2 separate regions of the Oryctolagus cuniculus genome follow, and region 1 is linked to region 2. Evidence: chromatin contacts called from public Micro-C data. All regions are on one chromosome and are shown on one strand. The core of a region is the stretch at or near the end of the contact, and the rest is flanking DNA. Distances in the headings are between cores, read along the strand shown.

Region 1 (4,805 bases), core at 227-2,726, 94 kb after region 2:
CCAACAGGGCACGGCCACAGGACGGCTACCCACAGGCGCACGGGCCGGGGCCGGGGCCGGGGCCGGGGATGGGCGCAGAGCGAAGATGCAGGCCTGGGAGCTGCGGACGCGGCGGGGGCAGAGGCACCGGGCAAGTCCAGGAGCAGTCAGGGGGCAGGGCGGAGGCGGCGGCAGGAAGCAGGCTCGGGCCGGGCAGGGCTGGAGGGGAGACAGTCCCAAAAAGAGGGAGCGGCCGGCAGGGCAGCTCAGAGGAGCCCCGAGAAGAAGGCGCGGACGAGGACACCTGCGAGGGAACTGGGGGTGAGCTCCGGCTGGTTAGAGAGGGCAGGCAGGCACCTTGAAGGGGGAGGAGGCCCAGCAGGCACCGAGGTCGGGCGAGGGGCAGAGCAGGGAGGCAGAAAGGTCTGGAGCAAAAGCTGAGCGGGGCAGCAGGCCAGCACGGCGCACGCAGGGGCTGCGGGGCCAGAGGCCCGGCCAGCAGCATCCCCGGGATGGAGACGAGGGCCCGACGCGAAGGGCTGCAGGGCCCCCGGGGAGGAGCAGGGACGTCCTAGGCGAAGACCTGGGCGCAGCCGTGCCCCCGCGAACGGGGGTGTTGGCTGGATCTCCAAGAAGCACCCGCAGGTCCTCAAGGGACAGCTCCTGGGGGCGCGAGAGACCGGGAGGCAGGACTACCGGACAGGTCCACCCAGGAGCCGGGGCCAGAGCCCCAGCGTGGTGGCAGCAGAATCGGGGAGCGGAACGCAGGGATGCACAAGGGGTCACCGGGGAGGAGGTGGGTCCCCAGGGCACTGCGGAGGCCAGGAGCGGCCAAGGGCATCCCCGAGGGGCAGGGGAGGGGAGGGGAGGCGCGGAACTGCGAGCAGGGAGGGCTGACGGGGGTGGGGGGCCAGGCAGACACCAGGTCCCGACGGGCTGGGGATGGGAGCAGACGCGGGGACAGCAGGCCCCGGGCGGACAGGGGCGAGTCCGAAGGGCAGGCGGGCCCTGCGGGCCGGGCCCGAGCGCGACGCGGCGGGGCCGGCGGGGCCCGGGGACCTGGGGGGCCGCTCCCTCCCCTCCCCCTCCGGCTCCTCCATTGTTCGCGGGCTCCGGGCCCCGCCGTCCCCGCCTCCCCCTGGACCCCGCAGCGGGGCGGCGCCCGGCCTCGCCGCCCGGGGCCCGCGAGCTCGCGCACTCACCAGCCTGCGCCCTCAGCGCGGCCCCGGCCTCGGGGATCCCGGCCGCGGCGACGGCGGCCCCGGCGCCATGTTCCCCTGCTCCTCGTCCAGCGGCGGCTGCGGCGGCGGCGGCGGCTCCGGCGGCGGGGGGCCGGGCGGACCCTCCCTCGCGGGCTCCCTCCTCCGCCTCCTCCACCTCCTCCTCCCGCCGCGCCGCGGCTCTCCCTCGGGGCGGGGGGCGGGGAGGGGAAGGGGGGAGGGGCGGGAACCAGGGGGAGGGCGGACCAGCCTCGCTCGCTCCCTCCCTCCCTCCTCCCTCGCAATGGCGGCGGCGGCGGCGCCTCCTTCCTGCGGCCGCCGCGCCCGCGCGCGCGCACACACACACACACACGCACCCCCCCGCCTCAGGACTGCGCGTGCGCGGCGCGGGACCGCTGCAGGGGGATAACGGCCCCTGGGCGCGCGCCGCGGGAGGGGCGGTGCGGATAACCGGCGCGAGGCAGCGGGAGCCGCGAGAGCGCCTGCGCGCCCGCTGCGGTCTGGGACTGGGAGCGGGCGGTGCAGTGCGCCTGCGCCCCGAGGAAATGCCGCTCCTGCGACTGCGGCGGCGGCGGCGACACCGAGCGCGAGGAGACCCGCGAACGGGCTGAGGGAGCGGGGCGAGCGAGTGCGCGTGCGCGGAAGGGGCTGCCCGAGGCCGGCGCGAGGCGGAGGGCGTGGCCCGCCGTGGGAGCGCGCGTCCTTGCGCGCGCCGGGAGCAGCCGCTGCCGCCCCCCGCAGCCTCGCGCGGTCTCTAGGAGAAAACTGGAGCGGAGAGGCATGGCCTGGCTCTGGAGGCGGGGGCAAAGGGCGCGATCCCGCTCGCGCGGGACCTAGGTAGCCAATGGGAGGCACGGGGAGGTGGGCTTGCCGCGCTAGCCGCGGCCCCCGGGATAACGGAGGAAGAGAGAGAGGGGGCGACGTAACGTGGGGCGGTGGGGCGGGGCCGGGGAGGAGGGAGCGCACCCAGGGAGGGAGTTGATTGGGCAGCGCGAGGAGGCGTGGCCCGCCGCAGCCCAATCCGAGCCTGGCGATTCGTCGTCCCGGAAGAAGGGGCGGGGCTGCGGAGCGCGTGCTCTGCGCCGGGGGACCTGCGCCTGCGACCCGCGTGGCGGCCCGACTTGCTCTTGACCCCGAGGTGGGCCGGGTCCCTGGGACGAGGAAGGCGGCCCGGCCTGGCTCGGCGTGCCTCCTTGCCCGCCAGCCCAGCGCCGGGCAAATGGCTGGAAGGCAGCCGGCGTTACGGACGCTGGAGGGGAGGCAGCGATGGGAGGGGCCGCCGCCGTCACCTTTGAGTCCCCCGAACCGAGAAGGGGTCCCTCTGGGATTCGTGCGGAAGCAGGGGTGGGATGGTGGGAGAGGGGCTTTCCCGGCGCCGCCGAGTCAGCCTCTGTGGAATGCATGAAGAGGTCTCTCTCTCAAGTTACGTGAGTGTAATCTCTCTGGGAAGCCCAGCACTCATGTTGCGGATAAGGGGGAACTCCTTATACTTAAAAAATGCTAAAACTCACGCCACGCACGAAGTTCAGTGCTCTACTACGTAAAATGACGTGGAGTCGAATTCTAGAACGTCCCATTCAATAAAGCTCTTCTGATCAAAGATTTTTCCCATGAACGTTTTTCTTCAGTTTAGCACTTTTAATGCATCTAGTCTGATTTTTACATATGACTTTTAAAAACTTTTGTAAAGACGTTTTGGGCTGCCAGTCAGGCGCCCAGGCTGTCTTTGCAAACATCGGTGATTTTGAGATCACTTGAGGGAACATAGAAAGCGGGGAACAGGAGAGACACCCCAACCTCAAATGAATGTCTTTATCTACACAGCGTTCTGGGTCTGTCCAGCCTTGCCAAGCCTGTGACACAGGCACAGACTTAGCCCACCGCGGTCCCCACTTTCCCTCTTTTGGGGTATCAACTCCACCTTACCGCTCAACTCTGTCTTGACATCACTTCCTCAGAGTGGCCTCCGGGATTTCGCCTGCCCCTTCAGTCTTGAATAAACAGGAACACTCTGTTCCAGGCAATAGTGTGGATTCACTTAACCCTCCCGACACCGTGTGTGGGAGAGGTTACACAGGTGGTACGTGACAGACCTGAGACTCAGACCCGCTCCACTGGTGACCGGCCGCACCCTGCCTCTTCATAACCCCACATCCGGGCTTAAAGCTCTATTGGGGCGGCACCATTCTACCTGTGAACCCTTTGACATCAGGAACTCTGGCACGTTCCCGTCTGTCAAATGACCCACAATAAATATTTGTTAATGAATAAATGAATGCCTCCCATGTCCAACGCAGAGGCCGGTTGGCACTGGGAGCCGTGGCACCACATAGACAAAACTCCTTGCCGCTTCTTCCAGGAGGTCTTCCTGGATCCCACAGCCTGAGTCCCCGACCCCCCCCCCCCGCCGCCCTGCCCCAGGCCCCCTCATCCCAGCCCACACCACTCTGAGTCATCCTGTCTGGTGACAGGTCTTTCTGTCCCTTGAGCCTGTACGCTCCGAGAGGGCAGGGCCAGGACCGAGGTGGTGACCGCCCGATGTCCCAGGCACAGATTGGAGCGCCAGGCAGGGGGAGCTCCCGAGGAGGAGGGGCGCCGAACTCCGCAGTTGTCTTCGGGGCTCGAGCAGGCTGGTGGCCACCAGCTGGTGTAGCCACCCCCCGCGCACCCGGCCAGCCTCCGCACCAGGATACACAATCGGCCGACCGAGAGCAGTGCCGGCTGCAGGCTTGGGCCGCTGTCCAGATTTCCCAAGCATCGGCCTGGGGAGCCCGAATGGCCGGTGGTCCGAGACCCGGCATGGGGTCCCGAACCTCGTCTTTAGATACGCACGCAGAACAACCCGCAAAAAAATAATTTTTGCAAAGAGGGCAGGGTCGCAGGGTCATAGTCTCCCCATTCCTGAGGATCTGAAAAAAATCGGAGGGTGGGGACCAGCCCTGAGCGTGACCGACCAGTCGGCGAGCCCACAGCGCCGCCTACAAACCTAACCGAGCGAGCTGCAGGTGGCTGAAGCGCCCAGCGGCCGGGGCGTGGCCGAGCGGGGAACTCTTCCGCCATTGGTCAGCAGCGTAGCCAATCACGACGAAGGACCCGGAGGCGGGGATGCTCAGATTCGCCTCGCATTCTCAGCACCGGGCTCGCGATTGACACTTAGTGCGCACGCGCTGATTATCTGCTGGGCGAGGTGCACGGTGAAGCTCTATGTTTATAAACTTGAAAAAAAAAATGTTTTTTTTTTTTAATTTATTTGAGGGACCGGCAGTGTGGCGTAGCGGATAAAGCCGCCGCCTGCAGTGCCGGCATCCCATAAGGGCGCTGGTTCGAGTCCCGGCTGCTCCTCTTCCGATCTAGCTCTCTGCTATGTTCTGGGAAAGCAGTAGAAGATGGCCCAGGTCCTTGGGCCCGTGCATCTACGTGGGAGACCTGGAGGAGGCTCCTGGATCCTGGCTTCGGATCGGCGCAGCTCCAGCCGTAGCGGCCAATTGGGGAGTGAACCAGCAGATGGAAGACCTCTCCCCCCCTCCCGCCTCTGTAACTCTTTCAAATAAATAAAATAAATCCTTAAAAAAAATTATTTGAACGATTCAGTCCCCAAATCCCCAC
Region 2 (5,296 bases), core at 1,960-4,459:
AGGAGGCCGGACCCCTGTCCGAGTCTTCCTTGTGGGTGGCAGGAGCCTCGCAGAGTGTGCAACAGAGGGAAGCTGGACGGGAGACGGAGTAAAGAACTCACACCAGGCACTCTGACGGGGGATGCGTGCGTGCCAATTCGCACCTAACGCGGATGTGCCTCTGGCCACCACCGCCCGTGCTAGCTTCCCATTACCGTCTCCTTCCAACACCCCATGCTGGATACTTCCCAAAAATGCCGGTGCAGCACGGTTCATGCGGGGGTCCCGGTATCCAGATGCACTCACGTCCCATTCCCACCCCACTCAGTGCTCTCGTCTGTGAACTGGGGGACGGGAGGCCGAGCCCGGGGTACAGAAGGCAGCAGTGGGTCCCCTCGCTCACTCCTCCAGGGAGGTTGCACTGACCGCACGCACGGCTGCAGACTGGCCCGGGGCCTCCCTGCCCCGGGGGTGCTCGGAGTGACTGTGTGCCAGCCCCTGCCACACCCATCAGTGGTCTGCCCTGGTGATTCAACTGGGACCCCTTCTGCCAAGGCCAGGCCTCTCTCCCCACGCTGGAACACACACAAGCGGCACTAAGGCCGCCTGGCCCAGCGTCAGCCCTGCACACAGCAGCGTGGCTCGCACGTTCCCAAGGTCGCCGTCGGCTTGGGCCACGCGCTGCATCAGACAGCTAAGAAGGGAGCTGGGGAGCAGGCGGGGGGACGTCACGTGGCCCTGGCATGTGGCCCATCCTCCCAAGCTGCCCCTGGCTTTCCTGATGTCTCTGAGCCAACCACGAGGCTCTGTGCTCTTCCCGACTTTGAAGAAACCATGCTGGCAGAGCGAACTGCATGCAGGCTGGCCTGGAGTTGGTCCTGTGCCCACTCTGGCGGGAGAGGAGCATGGCCCACCGTCGAGTAAGCAGGCCGGGAACGAGCGCACCGAGCCACAGCAGCTGGGAGACCCTCCTGCCGGGACCGCTGGCGCCCTAGGGGTCTGACGTGTGACCCCGCCAGCACACCCATGTGTGTGCAGCAGCATGGGGCGAGCACAGAGTGACTCTGCAGAGCTGCGGCAGCACCGTGAGGGGGCGCCTGGCTAAACAAAGAGAACGGCAAAGAAACAGCCGTCGGCACACGGGGACCCTCGGGCATCGTGTCCACACACACAGGCGGCTGCCTCTCTGAGCACACAGGGAGGCAGAGGCTAGCTTGGGCTGCCGACTTCCAATGGCCAGAGCCAGGATGTCACACATCGCAGGCCAGAGCCCCTCCTTTCCCGGTGCCTCTTCGCGGAGAACACCTTTCACCGTCAGAAGACCACAGCCTCGGGCCCAGAAGCTGCTCCCAGACCTACCGTCTAGGATAAAACAAACTTCTCAATGTGTGGCCTTAGGGGACTCGGTCACCAGGCTCAAGCCTGCCCCATGCTCCTACCCACTTCACTCCAATCCCCTGCCTTGCAGGGCCTCCCTCGGGGGGCAGTGTCCACGGGCCACCTCGGTCTTTGGTGGTCTAAACACAGCTCCCTCAGAGGCAGCGCGTCAGGGCAGCCACTGCTCGCGTTTGGGCAGTGCTCACGCCTGGCCGGTCCCGCACCGCACCCTCCCCCGCATGCTGTGAGCTGCGGGCTACCATCACCCTCATCCCTGACCTGCAACCCAAGAGGCTGGGCCACACCACAAACAGCAGAGCTGGGACTGCACGCACACAGCCTATCTCAGAGCTGAGCTGAACCCCACACACTCCAGCCCGGTCGTCTGTATGGCACTGAGCACTCCAGAAGTCACGGTCTAGCTCTGATTATTTGCTTAACGCTGGTGCCCCCGGGAGACTCCAAGTCTGTGTGAGCAGAGAACGGGCTGTGTCTTCTGCCCCCACCCCCCCAGCTGGGGCAGGGCCAGGGCCAGGCACACACAGCGAACCCTAGCACAGGCACTGCAGGCGCTCCTCCTCCCATCGCTGGGGTCTCGGGGTGCCCTTTCCCCAGGAACCTCCTGCCTCGCTTCTCTGCTGACCGCTGGCGAATTCCCTAGTCTGAGAGCCAGCCGCTGGGCGCCCCAGAGAGCTGCACCTCTCCACCAAAGCTGGCTCAGTGCCCCCCCTTTCCACCCAGACCTGTGCTGGGCTCACTGGCTCCGGTGCACGGATCAGGGAAAGGTGGAGATGGGAGTTACTTCGTGCACCTGCCAGGGACTGGGTTTCCAGAGTCAGGGCTGGGCTGAACACCTGCCATCACGCCATGGGCAAATGGCTTCATCTGAAAAATGGGATGGTGTCTGGGCCTGCACCGATTCCATGAACTCCTGCTCACAAAGCACCCAGCACCGAGCTCAGCAGGTGGGCAGCACCTGCCACCACCCTCGGGCCCCATTAGGGCCTTCATGACCTCTGCTTTCTCACAGCGCTAGGAGCACAGCGAGAGGATGAAGCGTGAGACCCATCAGCAAGGCAGCTCAAGGGCTGTGCGTGTGACAGAGGAATGGGCAGAGTGCGAAAGCAAGCAAGATCACAGGGTCTCCCCAGCTAATCAGGTCTGATGGCGCAGGCGGGCTGTCCTTCCACGACACGCTGCTGTCTCTGGCAGGGCAAATCCAGTCCCTCCCCTCTGGGCTGGCTCAGGGCAAGGCCGGCCTGTGGGAACTGTCGGGCACTTGGGCTGCCACCCAGACTATTTCTGTTTTGGACGGAAGGCAGGCCCACTCTGTGAAACAAGCCCTACTCCCTGGCTGCTGGGCCCTCAGGCGGCCTGCCAGGGCACGGGGCCGGAGGAAATCCGCTCGCAGTGCCGAGTCACAAGCTAAATGAACTCCGCTTATCTGGAACAGGCGAGAGCTGGCGAGCTGACTGCAGGCCTCTATGGCCAGGAGGAATTTTTGGAATGCAAGTGACTTGTGCTCAGTTTCCAAGAAGAAACACAGGAGGGTAAGGAGGCATGAGTGCATGGGAGGTGGTAAATAAAACAAGGCAGAGAAAGCCTTTAAGATTACTTGGACTATGGGAAAACAACTTGCTAATAAACCTCAAACAAAGGGGAAAGGAGGGATTAAGTAACAAGAACCCCCATAAAAATCACAGTGGATGAAAACCATAGACCTCATATTTTAGCACTTCGTCACCGATTCAAAGCAACACAAACATGGCAATTTCCCCCACAAGGCCTGTTGGGTATCCACGCCTGCATCTATTACACGGTCACAGGGACAGGCACGAGAATCGGTACTGAAATCAGCAACTTGTCGCAAAGACAGAATTGCAGACCTGGCCTCTTGGATTGCAGGGCAGTCCATGACCGAAGCCAACGGCTCTGGTCCCGCCCACTCCCCGTGCTGGCAGCTCTAGAAACTGGCCATGATCAATGTGTTTGGGAATGTGGAGGCTTTTTGCAGGGTAAGTATTTCCCAGTTGGGAGGGAATTCGGTAAAATTCTGAGTCTGCGCTTCCGATGCCACCACGTGCAGCTCCAGCAGCCTGAAGCCCAGAACAAAGGGCTGGAATGTGGGCCCTGGCCTTCCTGTTCTGTGGGCTGTGGGTGGCCTCTGCCTCAAGGACTCCAGGATTTCTGCTTCCTCCTGTGAAGGGGGTGGGTGCTATGAGATGAATGTGGTTCTCAGCTCCTGGGAGGGCGCTCTGCGAGGAGGACGCCTCACACGGTGTCCGGCTGTCACTGCTGACCCGAGGCACACAGACCCCGCACCACTGGGCCGTGCTGGATACAGCCTCCTCCCTGAGTGTCCTCGGAAGCCCACGGCGAGGCTGTAGACTGAGGGATCCTGGCGGGGGTGGAAGGAGCAGGGCGGCATAACAGGAAATAGCATTTGTCCTCAGTTCCCTGTAGGGAGCGTCTAACATCCTTGTCATTTCGAGTGACAGGAACACCTCTTGCTACTCATGGCTGATGATCTAATCAGCCATGCCCATGTAATGGAAACTCCATACAACCCCAAACAACAGGGCTGGGCAAGCTTCTGGGGCAGCAAGCCCACTCTCCCATCTGGCTGTTCCTGAGTATGAGTCAGTACACATAACACATAAGAAAGTCTTTTCTCGCATTCTGGGAGTCAGCCCAGCACATCAGCAAACCCAGGGCAGGGGCTGTGGCAGCTGGGTGGCCCCGACACTTGCCCTGGCGTCTGAAGGAGGGGCCACGCCCTGAAGCCTCTGTCAGAACTGAGGCAAACAGCTGCACACCCGGCTAGTGGCAGGGGGCGGAGATGGGGGCCGGGAGGAACAGCACCCCGAGCCGGTGTCCGGAGAGAGATCCTCGCAGGTACTCGGTGTCGGGGAGCAGAGCCCCAGAGCCCGCGACACCGGCCTGTCCTCTGGGCTTCACGGGATGGCTTCGTTGCCAGGAGGGCAATGGCCCTGGGTTCAAACCTCAGCCCCAGCTTTCATCTTCCCGAACCCCATTCTCCTCGGAAACTGGAAAGACTGAAACCTGTCGCAGGTTGCTGCGCTATCAGACTCACGCAAACACGAAGGGCGGGCCTTGGCGGCCGAAGCTGCGAGTGGCACAGCACACGTTACCTCCTCTAGGGCACGCGGAGCAACGAAGGCACCTGCTCAGGCGCCCAGCCACGCTGCCTGCAGACAGGGCGCTGGGCAACCCCACTGAGTGCCGGGGCTCGTGCAGCCTGTCCCAGTCAGTGAGCAAGCAGGGAGCCAGCAGCAGCTTCAGCTGCCCTTTCCTCCGCCATCTTCCTTCAGGGCACCGTCAGAGTCTGCTCTTAGCGAGGAACACTGAACACACATGCACAGTGTTTATTTTAAATACTTAGCAGGGGCCGGCGCTGTGGCACAGCGGGTTAACGCCCTGGCCTGAAGCGCTGGCATCCCACATGGGCGCCAGCTCAAGACCCAGCTGCTTCTCTTCCAATCCAGCTCTCTGCTGTGGCCTGGGTAAAGCAGAAGATGGCCCAAGTCCTTGGGCCCCTGCACCCCCGTGGGAGGCCCGGAAGAAACTCCTGGCTCAGGATCGGGGCAGCTCCGGCCATTGCGGCCCGCTGGGGAGTAAACCAGCAGATGGAAGAGCCCCCCCGCCCCGCCTCTCCTCTCTGTGTAACTCTGACTTTCAAATAAATACACAAATCTTAAAGAAAATACTTAGCAGCCATTTTCCATTTACTAACTTTCTGAAGGGCAGTTCTAGCACAAATCGGGCTGCAATTCTTTGAAACACGACGCACCCCACCACCATCGAAGTGCCCCCCATACTGGGTGTCCACTTCAGCAGGTGTGTGCCAGGCCCCCTCTGTGGGAAGGAACAAACTGAGAGCCACTGCACTCTGACCCCCCTCACTGAAACACGGTGGGGA

The links. Hi-C and Micro-C count contacts between places; a contact is called where the count stands out from the background.
Region 1: a contact with region 2 is called in a Micro-C map of ear pinna, with 2.9 times the contacts expected there. The contact joins the promoter of ARHGAP35 here to the enhancer-like site in region 2. A contact is called at or near these places in 4 of 6 Hi-C or Micro-C datasets (ear pinna, embryonic fibroblasts, psoas muscle and 1 more).

What each region holds. Positions count from the first base shown.
Region 1 is chr18:10,576,587-10,581,391 of mOryCun1.1, forward strand. It overlaps ARHGAP35 (Rho GTPase activating protein 35), which reads right to left and starts at 1,477. Exons shown (of 7, transcript XM_051837363.2): 1 at 1,182-1,477. LOC138846424 (a long non-coding RNA gene) reads left to right here and starts at 161. Exons shown (of 2, transcript XR_011383904.1): 1 at 161-300; 2 at 4,554-4,773.
Region 2 is chr18:10,481,257-10,486,552 of mOryCun1.1, forward strand. All of the region lies in intron 3 of ARHGAP35 (Rho GTPase activating protein 35), which reads right to left. Among named protein-coding and RNA genes, the nearest start is that of NPAS1, 28 kb to the left of the region's middle. Within about 2 kb of position 3,210, at least 5 of the 8 cell types and tissues checked have an H3K27ac peak or open chromatin away from gene starts, as enhancers often do. A contact at or near this core is called in ear pinna, where this site is marked.